Linked DNA regions of Mus musculus: region 1 is linked to region 2. A link is a contact called in public Hi-C data. All regions are on one chromosome and are shown on one strand. The core of a region is the stretch at or near the end of the contact, and the rest is flanking DNA. Distances in the headings are between cores, read along the strand shown.

Region 1 (5,917 bases), core at 392-2,891, 5.1 Mb after region 2:
CCTGCAATTCCAGTTCCAGGAGATCCTATGCCCTCCTCTCAACTCTGAAGGCACAAGGTACAGGCGTGGTACACAGACATACATTCAAGCAAACACTCAGACACATAAAGCAAAATAAATAAATCTGTGTGTGTGTGTGTGTGTGTGTGTGTGTGTGTGTCTAGGCAACTAGTGGCACCGAAGGCCACCAGCGCTGACAAAGAACAAAAGGGACCTAAGAGCCAGAGGCTTGGTGCCCGGCTGAGGATGCTGGGAAGGACTCTGGAGGGTTTGAAGTGCTACTTCAGTAACAAGGAGTCCTGAAGGCGCCCCAGCAGATGTGTTTGCTATGACCAAACCAGCTCCGGAACTGCTAAAGGATGGACCGCAGCAGAAGAGGGCTGCGGGGACTTTCCCTAGACTATGAGGGGAGACAGCAGGGGGCAGGCTTTCTGGGGGAAATGGGTGCAGAATGCGGTGCAGTCTGGGCAGAGGGTTGCCACTCTCTGCTAATGGCGGGTTGTTAATGAGGGCTCTTTCTTCCTTCCTTTTTTCTTTTTTGAGACAGAGTTTTTCTATGCATTTCTAGATGTTCTTGGACTCTTATATACAAGGCTGGCCTTGAACTCATAGAGAACCGCTTGCCTCTGCCACCAATGTGTGGGATTAAAATTGTAGCCACTACACCTGGCCCGGAGCCATCTCTATTCAGTGCAGGTAACTACAGTACAAATCCCTGGCTAAGGGTTTAATCCTGGTTTTTCAAATTGACCTGGACCAGGAACGGAAGACTGGACTAAGACTCTGGTTCTGCCTGTTGGCCCAATCCTTTGCCCTTTCTGCACCTCAGTTAATCGATTAAGTGAGGAGATCGAGCGAAAGCCCCTTCCTCCTAGGTGTTTCCTGTGAGGAGACAGAGAGACAAAGCACTCGTGCTCTGGGGAGCCTGACAGGGCTCCCAACTACGGAGCAAGGCGCCAGAGAGCTGGCGGGAGCTGGAACAAGAATCACTCCTGGCGCCTCCTGACCATGCCGGAGGCACAGAGAGCATGGTACCCACCCAGGGCGGTGCCTGAGGACAGAGGAGCAGGCCAGGTGGGGTCCGCTCGCCAGCCGAGAAAGGACTTCTCAGTTTGCTAGGGACACGCCCCACACTTGCGCCTCGAACTGAGGACCTCTGATCGCCAGTAGGGAAACACTAGAAGACTAAGAAGCTCTTAAAAGAAGAGGCGTGGCCTACGACGTTGTCAAGGGGTTCAGGGAAGTGTGCACAGAACCCGGCAGGATTACGTAATGGCGCAAAAGCCGGTGCCACAATCGGGTAGCTCCGCCCAAGGCGTGGTCAAGGAGTCCAATTCCGGGAGCTAGAGCAGTTTAAAATGTTGCGAAACCGTGCAAGGGCCTCTTACAGCCCCGCCTACGATAGGGCGTGGCCAAGGAACTGAACTCGCAGATGCATGCAAAGTGGGAATTACGTAATGATGCAGGAGGCGGTCCCAGAGTCCCCGGTGGCTCCGCAAGGTGTGGCTAAGAAGCCTACGTCCGGGTGCCTGGCAGTGGCTACGACGGTTGAGTGACGGTGCGAAGAACAAGCCAGTTGGTGACCCCGTCCAGGGCGTGGCAGGGGCTCACAGATCTAAAGGGGATTGTATATTGTCCCAGAGGAGGGACCAGTCCCACGTAGCGCTTCCCTGGTCCTGGTCGGGAACTGGTCTCTAAGCGGCTCACAGCGTCTGTAGGAATTGCGTAGTGGCGCAAGGGGGCAGGGCTAGCGCTGTATGGCTACGCCCAGCCTGTTACCAAGCCAGCTAGTCCTACAGACCAGGCTCAAAGTGGCTGCAGGAAATGTGTAACGTGCAAGGGCTGGGGTCGTCTAGCGGCTGCGTCCAAGAAGCTTCTGCTTTGGGAGGGGGCTGAACTGACTCCGGGAATACATTAGACCACGTGGCCTAAAGTGGCGCCTCGATGGGGGGGGGGCGGGGGAAAAGGCGGAGCCCTAGTTGGAATAGACAGGGCTCTGAAAGGCGGAGCGTGCGCAGGACAGCCCTAGGAAGCACACTTTGCGGGCTGTGGGCATGCTCCGCTGGGCGCGAGCGTGGAGGGTCCCCCGTGGGGTACTCGGTGCCTCCTCTCCCAGGCGTTTGGCGGTTCCTGTCACGTTCTGTAGCAGCCGCAGTAGTGGCCAAGAAAACGCCGATCTGAGGTCAGCCAAGGGCACTGGGAGGGTTGTTCTCCACTGGTCCACTTCGCACGCGGCTTAGCTGGCCCCGCCTCTCCTTTGGCCTCGCCCCTTTTTTCTTTCACTCTCTCCTCCCCCTTACTCCATGGTGGCCCCCACCTTCCAGGCCGCTGCCGCTGTCTTATAATCTTCTAGATGGAGACGCGACACTCCCAGCCATCGTCTTTTTGCATGGGCTCTTCGGCAGCAAAACCAACTTCAACTCCCTCGCCAAGGCAATGGTTCAGAGGACTGGCCGGAGGGTGAGCTTCCGGATGGGGCGGTGCATGGGTGGGCGGGGGCTAAGGGGTAAGGCTGAGGGCAGTGGACCTAGTTTCAATCACTCAGGTCTGGGCTCTTGGTGACCTGAAAATGGAAAGTTTCAGTGCCCAGTAAACCGTAAAACATCTATGAAGAGGCCTGGTCCTGTAAGATGCCCCACAGTTAGTCCATTTATGTTACTGAGACATAACAGGTCTCTTTGTCAGGTCCCAAAGAAACTTGGGACAATTTTGTGGCACCTACTAGCATGCCAAAGCACACTCTAGCCTCCTGGCTTACTCAGTACGAGTGGCAGCTCTCTGCTCTTGTTACCCCCGACCCCTTACTATAAACCTTTCCAGTCCAGAGGCTTCCCGTCCCCCAGCGTCTCTTTCCTGTTAACCCAGCCATTTAAGCCATTTGCTCCCTGACTACTCTGATCCTCCTTTGGTCTGCATGCCCTCTCTCCTTGGCACCTGAAGTTCTCATTTGATCTCCACATGTACACCATGGCACGTGCTTGCGAAGATATAACTTGCGCACATGCATACATGTGTGTATATAATAAAGCAACTAAGGAAGTTGCTCAATATTAACCTCTGCACGTGCGCATGCGCGCGCGCACACACACACACACACACACACACACACACACATACACACACATACTTATGTCTCCAGACTTCTCTCCCTAGCTGCTCTGTGGACCCTATCAGGCTTTTCGTTGTCTGTAGTCAAAGTAACACCATTCCTGTTTCACCCCCATCGCAGGTGCTGACGGTGGATGCCCGGAACCACGGTGACAGCCCCCACAGTCCAGACGCAAGCTATGAGGCCATGAGTCAGGACCTTCAGGGCCTCCTTCCACAGCTGGGTCTGGTGCCCTGCGTCCTCGTTGGCCACAGCATGGGAGGAAAGACAGCCATGCTCCTGGCACTGCAGAGGGTAAGCTACACCTATCTGGGTCCTCTTAATGCACTCTAAGCCCATTGATAACGTGGGACTCATCCACACTTTGGATGGCCAGGTCCAGAAACTCTGCTGGCGGCTCAGAGTTTGTCTGGGACCTGCTCTGGTCTGATTCTGTCTCCCAGCCAGATGTTGTGGAACGATTGGTTGTTGTAGACATAAGCCCGGTAGGAACCACACCTGGATCACACATTGGAGCCTTCATAGCAGCCATGAAGGCTGTTGAGATCCCAGAGAAGGTGCCGCACTCCCAAGCCCGAAAACTGGCGGATAAGCAGCTTAGTTCGGTTGTCAAGGTGACGCACGCCCCCCCCCCCTTTCCCCATGGTGTGTGTCAGAGGAAAAGTGGTGGGTGGGCCTCACAGGGAGCCCCTTCACAGCTGCCAGGTCTCCCCACAGGAAGCGGGCATTCGGCAGTTCCTGCTCACTAACCTGGTAGAGGTGGGTGGGCGATTCTCCTGGAGACTGAACTTGGATACGTTAGCTCAGCACTTGGACAAGATAATGACCTTTCCTCAGCAACGTGAACCCTACTCGGGGCCAACTCTCTTCCTGCTTGGTGGAAATTCTACATATGTACAGTAAGCCGGTGTGGGACCATAGGAAGGGGCATGCTTTGCCCACCACCAGCTATGGGAGCCTGCGTGGGCTAGGGGAGGCGGGGTATCTGGGAGCCTGGCAATACCACTGCGCATGAAGGCTCATGCACATCTCTCTCTCCTGTTCTCTCTCTCTCCCTTTCTCCCTCTCCCCACACCTCTCCATTGTCTTCCCTCTCCATTGGCTTCACTATGGCGGCCAGACCCAGCCACCACTCAGAGATTAGGCGACTCTTCCCTCAAGCCCAGATTCAGACCGTGCCTAACGCTGGCCACTGGGTCCACAGCGACAAACCCCAAGACTTCATGGATGCTGTCACCAGCTTCTTGGCTTAAGAAGTAGCTCCTTGGAAGAGCAGCCAGGGGACTCTAGGCTTGGGATCTGTGCCATCTTGCTTCTGCACAGAAAAACTCAGGGGCACGGAGAGGGTCCAGGAGTACAGAAGTGGCCCAACACTTTTAATGAATAAAGACAGTTCCCCTTTAAGCCCTGGATCCGTTTTCACCACCGTCGCCCCCACTGACCCCGGGAGAGTTGAATCCAGGAACTTCTGCCCGGGCTTGTGTTCTCGTGTGTTCCCAGGGTGCCTCTGGGCTCTCCCTGCAGCTGACTCCGCACCCGCTCTCGAACCATATGCTGCATGTCTTCCTGGGCACGGGAGAGAGAGCAGGTCCGAGGCAATCCCTGGGGACGGAGGGGCGGAGGGGCGTCTTCCAAGACTCCCGACTCAGAGGCTCCACCCTACCTCCCAGGCCTCCACCTCCTGTTTCAGCTTCAGTTTCTCCTGCAGGACCTCCAGCAGCTGAGCCTCCACTGTGCGCAGCCTGGCTCGACAGGAGTCCAGCTCCTCTTCCACCGCGCGCTTCCTACAGGCAGTGGGGGATGGGGGTGGGGGTGTTCCAGTGGCTGTCTTCTGGAAATATCTGGAGCCCCCTTCCTCTCCTCTAGTAGGAGTGAGTCCCCACTTCCCCCTCCTCCACCCCACCCCCACCCCCAGAGTTTCTCTCACTTAGCAATGGCTTCATCCCTCTCCTGCAGTACTTGCTCCAGGGAAGGTTCCGCCCGGGTGTCCCCCAGTGCTCCTGCCGCTTGGGATTCTGGGTTCTGTTGGGGAGTGATGGATGAGGAGGCAGTGACCTGGGGCTTGTCAGAAGGAGAAGCCTCACCCTGGGTCCTTCTGCCCTGCCTCTGCCCTGCCTCATGCTATTTCCACTCAGTTTTACCACCCTTTGCCTCCAGGGGGTGCTGCGCCGGCATCTTGTAAAGGAGACCCTTAGTCTGGCTAGCCGGGAAGTAGACTATGGGACTTTGCAGAATGGACAGTGTTTGAAGCTCCTGAGGAGAAAGGAGTTCCCACACAGCCCTACAGAAATGCTACTGAGTGCTCTGGAGTCGCTTACCTTTCTATGAGCTTAGAGAGTCAAGGCCTGGTGACTGAGACTTGTCAGTTGGTAGAGGCTAGAAGACAGAGCCCTTTGCCCTTCCAGGCAAGGCACTCCCTAGCAGACTCCACCTACAGGAGGACAGCCTGGGGCAAGGAGCAAGTGCACCTCCCTCTTAACACCTTGGAAGGCCCCAAGCCTTTTCCCCAATTCTTGCCGTCTGTCGCCTCCAGGGGGCGCTCCACCCGTGTCTCAGAGGAACAGACAACCTAGGTTTAGTTTAGTTGTAATGCCAAGCATCAGGCAGTGTCTCGTCTAGTCTCCGCCCCCCCTCGCCCCCCCCCCCCGCCCTGCCACGAGGGGTTGACTCTGTGCTAGTTCTTCAAGGAATCATCTGCCCCCAGAATTCTTTTTTTTTTTTAATTAAAGATTTATTTATTATTATATGTAAGTACACTGTAGCTGTCTTCAGACACACCAGAAGAGGGAGTCAGATCTTGTTACAGAT
Region 2 (5,594 bases), core at 391-2,890:
GTGTAAATTGGAGCTGTTGTTACTGCCCAGGGAGGACCTGCAGCCTTCTCACTGCCATAGGAGAGAACCTGAAAGAGGACTCTCAGGGTTTGAGATGACTACAGCCATGCCTCACATCTTAATTTGATCCAAGGTAGAGAGGAAGAGAAAGAGAGAGGGAAAGGTGGAGAGACTGAGCCGGAAGATTCCTGACGCAGAGAAAATGAAAAAAAAAAAACCCCAAACAAAACAAACAGACACCCAGTTTATTAGCTTGCTTAAAGCTGCAAAAAATTGGGGTGATTTGTTATCCAACATTGTATAATTAATTGAAGAACATTACTTATTAATCAAAATCACTAGGTGATGCCCCCAAAGCCTAAGAGCTGCATTGAAGCAAAAGCTAGCAATCTCCATCAACAGCTTGTTTCTTTGTAGACACAGATATCCTTACATGGGTTTTCCTGTCCAGTTTTGACAGCAAGGAAGCTCAGAATCAGTTATGGCTCAATTTTAACAATTTTGCAAGCCTCTATGACCTCCTCACGTTTCGTTTTCTTCTGATTTCCCTTTTTCCAAGTTTTTGAGCTTTTTTTTTAAAGTTCATTTTTATCCTTTTAGTATGGATTATGTTAAAGCCACATCAAATCCAAATTATAGAGAAGTATTCATGAACCCATTTAAAAATAGGTTTTTTTAAATGTAAAAATAGTTTTGCGCATTTAAGAAAAAAGTTTCTCACATGTTGAACACAAGACGCCTGGAGGTGGTGCCTGGGGAAGATCATGTCACACAAACGTGTCTCTGGAGCTCTGGAGCCATTGGTCAGGGACAATTTGGATTGGATAAGAAATATCAAGTGATAACGACGGAAATGTGTGTGTGTGCAGAAAGGCAACTGATTGCTACCAGGAGCCAAGGGCTTGCCCAGTCAAGCATTGTAGTAGTATCTTTGAAATCGATCCCTTGTAACAGACCCTAAGATTAAGCCAAACCACCTCTCGCCTCACCCCTTTCCTAGGCCACACCCCTCATCCTTCCTGGTCACGCCCCTGCCCCATCCAGCACACCAGAGTTTTTGCGCTCCGCCCCTTCCCTTCGCTCCCGCCCCACCTTGTTCCGCCTCCCTTCTGACCGCGCCCTCCAGTGTAACGAACCCCATTTCTCAGCACCACCCTTCACTTGCGCCACGCAACCCTGGCTGCTTACAACCTCCGCCTCTTCCCCGCCCGCGCGCGGTTTTCCCACCCGCCCCTTTAAAATCAAACCACGCCCACCGTCAGCCACGCCCTCCGCATGCGCCGCACCACCTCCCCGCTGTTGCGCGCTCCGCCTCCTCCCTCCACACTTATGAGCGGCTTTCTCGCTCCGCCCCAATTCTGGTCAAGCTCCGCCCCTCCTCAAGCCCTTCCCTCTTTCAGACCCCGCCCTCCGCATGCGCCGCACCGCCTCCCTGGCGGTTGCGCGCTCCGCCCCTCCCTCTGTGTCCGCGCGCGCCTTCCCCGCCCAGTCCGCCTCACTCCTCTCGGGGCGGTTGGGCCGCGCGCCTGTGGGGGCGGGGCCCGGAGGAGGCGACCGAGCCAATGGGGCGCGGCGGTGGTGGCGGCGGCGGCGGCGGCGGCGGAGGCGGTGGCGGCAGCGGCGGCGGCTGGGTCGGGCCCCGACGGGCGGCGGCGTCTGAGGTGGAGGCGGAGGGAGGCGGCGGCGGCGGCGGAGGGGGGAAGATGGCGGCGCCCGTCCTGCTGAGAGTGTCGGTGCCGCGTTGGGAACGGGTGGCCCGGTATGCAGTGTGCGCCGCCGGGATCCTGCTCTCCATCTACGCCTACCACGTGGAGCGGGAGAAGGAGAGGGACCCGGAGCACCGGGCCCTCTGCGACCTGGGGCCCTGGGTGAAGTGCTCCGCCGCCCTGGCCTCCAGGTAGCCCGGCTTGAGTGAGGGGAGCGCGACGCGGGCGGCGGCGGGGGGCGGGGAGCGCGCGGGGAGCTCCGGCCTGAGAGAGCGGGGCCCGGGCCGCGACCCGGACGGCGGTGACCGGGGGGCGGCGGCTGAGGGCAGGCCTCCGGGATGAGGTGGCACAGTGCAGCCGGGAGGGCGCGGGCGCGTCCTGGCCGGTGTGACTTTTCTCCCTGTTGTCGCCGAGAGAGGCGTGTGAAGACCCCCGATGCAGAGATCGGCGAAGCCAGCATTCATCCCCGGGGTCTTGGGACCTCTGCTACCCCGGGGCTATATGTCCGGTGGCTTTTATCACTATCCTCTGGGTTGTTCGGGACAGGTGTTTTCGGTGCTCAGGCCTCTTTGTACTCAGAGTTAAGGAGAATTGGCAGCCTTCTGGAGGCGACAGTGACATTTGCGGGTAGACACGCATTTGACCCTACTCTGGAAGAGGAAGGTACCAGCACTTAACCCTATCTGATTTCTTGGATTTTTCTCCCTTGTGTATTTCACGAAGTGTGCCCAGCAGGGGGAAAATGGCCAGAGTTCGGGTCTACTTTAAGTTTAGAGTAAACGATGAGTACCTTGTGTATAGTGATATTTTAGGTACTACGATGACTGTTATTTTATGAAAGGATCTGAGTTGTGACCCACACTGGCCTGAAACTCATCGGACTATAACCTCTACAGCTATTCCCCTGCCTCAGTCTTTTGAGTAGGGAAATACAAGCATGCACCACCGTGGGTGACTTAGAATGACTTTTACATGTTGCTGATTAGTATTAGCGGAATAATCCGCAAGAGATTAGATTTACGAAACTTTGCTAAGCAGGTTTATTTAAACAATTTTTTGTTTCTTGAAAATACCATCGATTTTTTTTCCTGTTAACATTTTATGTAGTGTGCTAGCTTTTTTTCTTAGAAAAAAGTATTTTACACTTTTAAAAAAGGCTTTTTAAAAAACTGATAGCAGTCATCAAAACCAGCAAAAGTGAAAAGAATTATTGCAGAATAGATAGTTTGACATTTTAATAGAGAGTCCTACCCCTAATATTTTGATGTTTGTTAACAGTGCTTAACATTTCACTACATTCCCTCCTTTTGATAAATGCTAGGGAGACACAAATGTATATAGCTCACTAGTTTATTTTGCCCTCCATATTGGTGGAGGAGTATTTGAAGAAGCTAGGGTTGGAGTTTCTTATCTGCAAACTTAAGGCTGTTGATCTTTCCCACTTAGCCCTTTTCATAGACCAGCTAGGCTAGGCTAGCTCGTGCTTATAAGTGGAATTCCTGTAACTTTTTAGTAGAAAAATGGTTGTCATTATGGCCTCATTAAGCAGTTTTGTTTTTTTTTTTTAAATGCATTGAGTTTATAGTGCAGAATGTATCTGTGATGAAGAGCCCTCAGGAGTTTTATTTGCATCCAGGTTGAGGCCTCCTAGACTTTCTTTTAGACTAGACACCTTGAGAACCACTAAGTGTATCGTGCTTCTATTGCACATATTTATGTTGGGAGTGGGGTAGCACACACACTTATGGAGGTCATTGGACAACATGTGGGAGTCAGTTTCCCACCAGATGGGTCCTAGGGATTGAACTCAGGTCATCAGGCTTGCTGGCAAGCATCTTTACCAGCTGAGTCCTCTCACTGAGCCCACCAAGTATATTTTATGCACACATTCACATTTTTAAATGTTCTTTGCACCTTTGGAAAGGATTTTTTTTTTTTTTTCTTTTTGAGACAGGGTTTCTCTGTATAGCCCTGGCTGTCCTGGAACTCACTCTGTAGACCAGGCTGGCCTTGAACTCAGAAATCCGCCTGCCTCTGCCTCCTAAGTGCTGGGATTAAAGGTGTGCGCCACCACCGCCCGGCTTTGGAAAGAATTTTTAAACTTAAGTTTTTAACACCCCAAATTGAATGAATGAATGCAGAATAAAAAAAAGCATGCAGGAGCATATTTCAAATACTTAGAAACCATGAAATAAAAATGACTGGATAGGTTAATATGAAATATATTTATAATTATTACCAACTTTAGAATTTTTCTTTTTTTTTTAAAGATTTATTTACTTATTATATATAAGTACACTGTAGCTATCTTCACACACACCAGAAGAGGGCATCAGATCTCATTATGGATGGTTGTGAGCCACCATGTGGTTGCTGGGATTTGAACTCTGGACCTCTGAAAGAGCAGTCAGTGCTCTTAACCTCTGAGCCATCTCTCCAGCCCTAGAATTTTTCTTTTAATGCAGTCTATACAAAAATCTTACTGGGCTTTTTATTATTTGGCCATGTAAGAAGTAATTCACTGTATGTTTTGAGTTCTTCTAGTGGGCTTTTCTCTAAGAGATTGTTTCTGAACCATTTAATTATACACTAAATATTCTCATAGTTAATCTGTATCACAAGAAACAAATGTTCATGTGTTTTGTTTCTTGCTTTGTAGATCTGGCCAACTTTGAACTGAAAGCAGTCCTCCTTCAGTCTCAGTCTCCTGTGGACTGGAATTATAGCCTTGCCTGCACATCTGTCAAGTTTTTGTTTTTGTTTTGAATAAGACACAATAGCATGATATTTAATATTTAGTAACATCAATTAATGAATTAAAGTTATCTTAAAATATGTTAGACTAAAAATCTTTCTCGATCAGTGGCATTGGAGATTGAACACAGGGCCTGACCAGTGTTAGGTAAACTCTCTGTGACTAAGTTTCATCCCCGGCTTGCTTATTTTTGTCAGAGTTTTACTATGTAGCCTTGACTGGCTTGGGATTCCTAGAGATCTGCTTGCCTCTGCATCCTAAATGCTGAGATTGAAGGTTTATGCCACCATGCCTGGCATTGTTTGGGGTAACCCAAGTTAGCCTTGAACTTGCTGTGTTGTAGCGTAAGTTGAGGCTGGCCTTGAACTCCTTCGATCCTCTCTCTACTAATCCCTCATGTTCTGAGATTACAGGTGTGCATCATCATGTCTAGCTCCTATCTCTCTATCATATAGAAAGTGTGAACTTAGGATGTTGTGGCTAAAACTAGTGTTTACTTATATAGTGATGTACAGAACTACTTAAGTTAGGGGTTGGAAAGACGGCTTAGCAGTTAGGAGCTAAGTCCATTGAGGATGAGTCTGATGGTCAGCACTCATACTGAGTGGTCCACAGCCACCTGTGACTTCAGCTCCAGGGCATTCAGTGCCCTCTTTTTTTTCCTTTTTCTTTTTTAGCTGTATTTTATCATTTTATGTATATGAGTGTTTTTCCTGTACATATGGTATATGCACCACATGCATGCTTGGTACCTACAGAGATGAGAAGATGGCATTGGGTCTCCTGGGACTGGAGTTACCAGGCATTGTAAACAGCCCAAGTGGGTGCTGGGAATCAAACCCTGGTCTTCTGTAAAAACAAGTGCTAAGCTTAACCCCTGAGCCACCTCCAGCCCTTAGTACCCTCTTTGGCCTCAGAGGATAACTGCACTTTTGTGCACATACCTATGTACAAATACATACACATAATTAAACATAAAGTCTTTAACACTTTAAAATCTGATGTCTGCCGAAGGATAGGTAAGAAGTAAGGCATTCTAATAAGAGTAAATATATTTCATATGTACACTAAAACTATTTTCAGGAAATAGCCTTTTTATTAACTGTCTTGAGAGAGAGGGGTATGTATGTGTA

Evidence for each region. A called contact is a pair of places that touch in the nucleus more often than the background predicts.
Region 1: a Hi-C map of B cells shows a contact between it and region 2, with 7 read pairs. The contact joins the promoter of Abhd11 here to the promoter of Vkorc1l1 in region 2. A contact is called at or near these places in 1 of 39 promoter capture datasets (cranial neural crest) and 1 of 484 Hi-C or Micro-C datasets (B cells).

The regions. Positions count from the first base shown.
Region 1 is chr5:135,007,658-135,013,574 of GRCm38.p6, forward strand. It overlaps Abhd11 (abhydrolase domain containing 11), which reads left to right and starts at 1,642. Exons shown (of 6, transcript NM_145215.2): 1 at 1,642-2,182; 2 at 2,325-2,460; 3 at 3,230-3,403; 4 at 3,553-3,723; 5 at 3,827-4,008; 6 at 4,230-4,518. The coding sequence starts at 2,055. The coding sequence ends at 4,362. It overlaps Abhd11os (abhydrolase domain containing 11, opposite strand), which reads right to left and starts at 5,500. Exons shown (of 4, transcript NR_026688.1): 1 at 5,428-5,500; 2 at 5,037-5,131; 3 at 4,773-4,893; 4 at 4,465-4,675.
Region 2 is chr5:129,940,469-129,946,062 of GRCm38.p6, forward strand. Vkorc1l1 (vitamin K epoxide reductase complex, subunit 1-like 1) reads left to right here and starts at 1,641. Exons shown (of 3, transcript NM_027121.4): 1 at 1,641-1,897. The coding sequence starts at 1,704.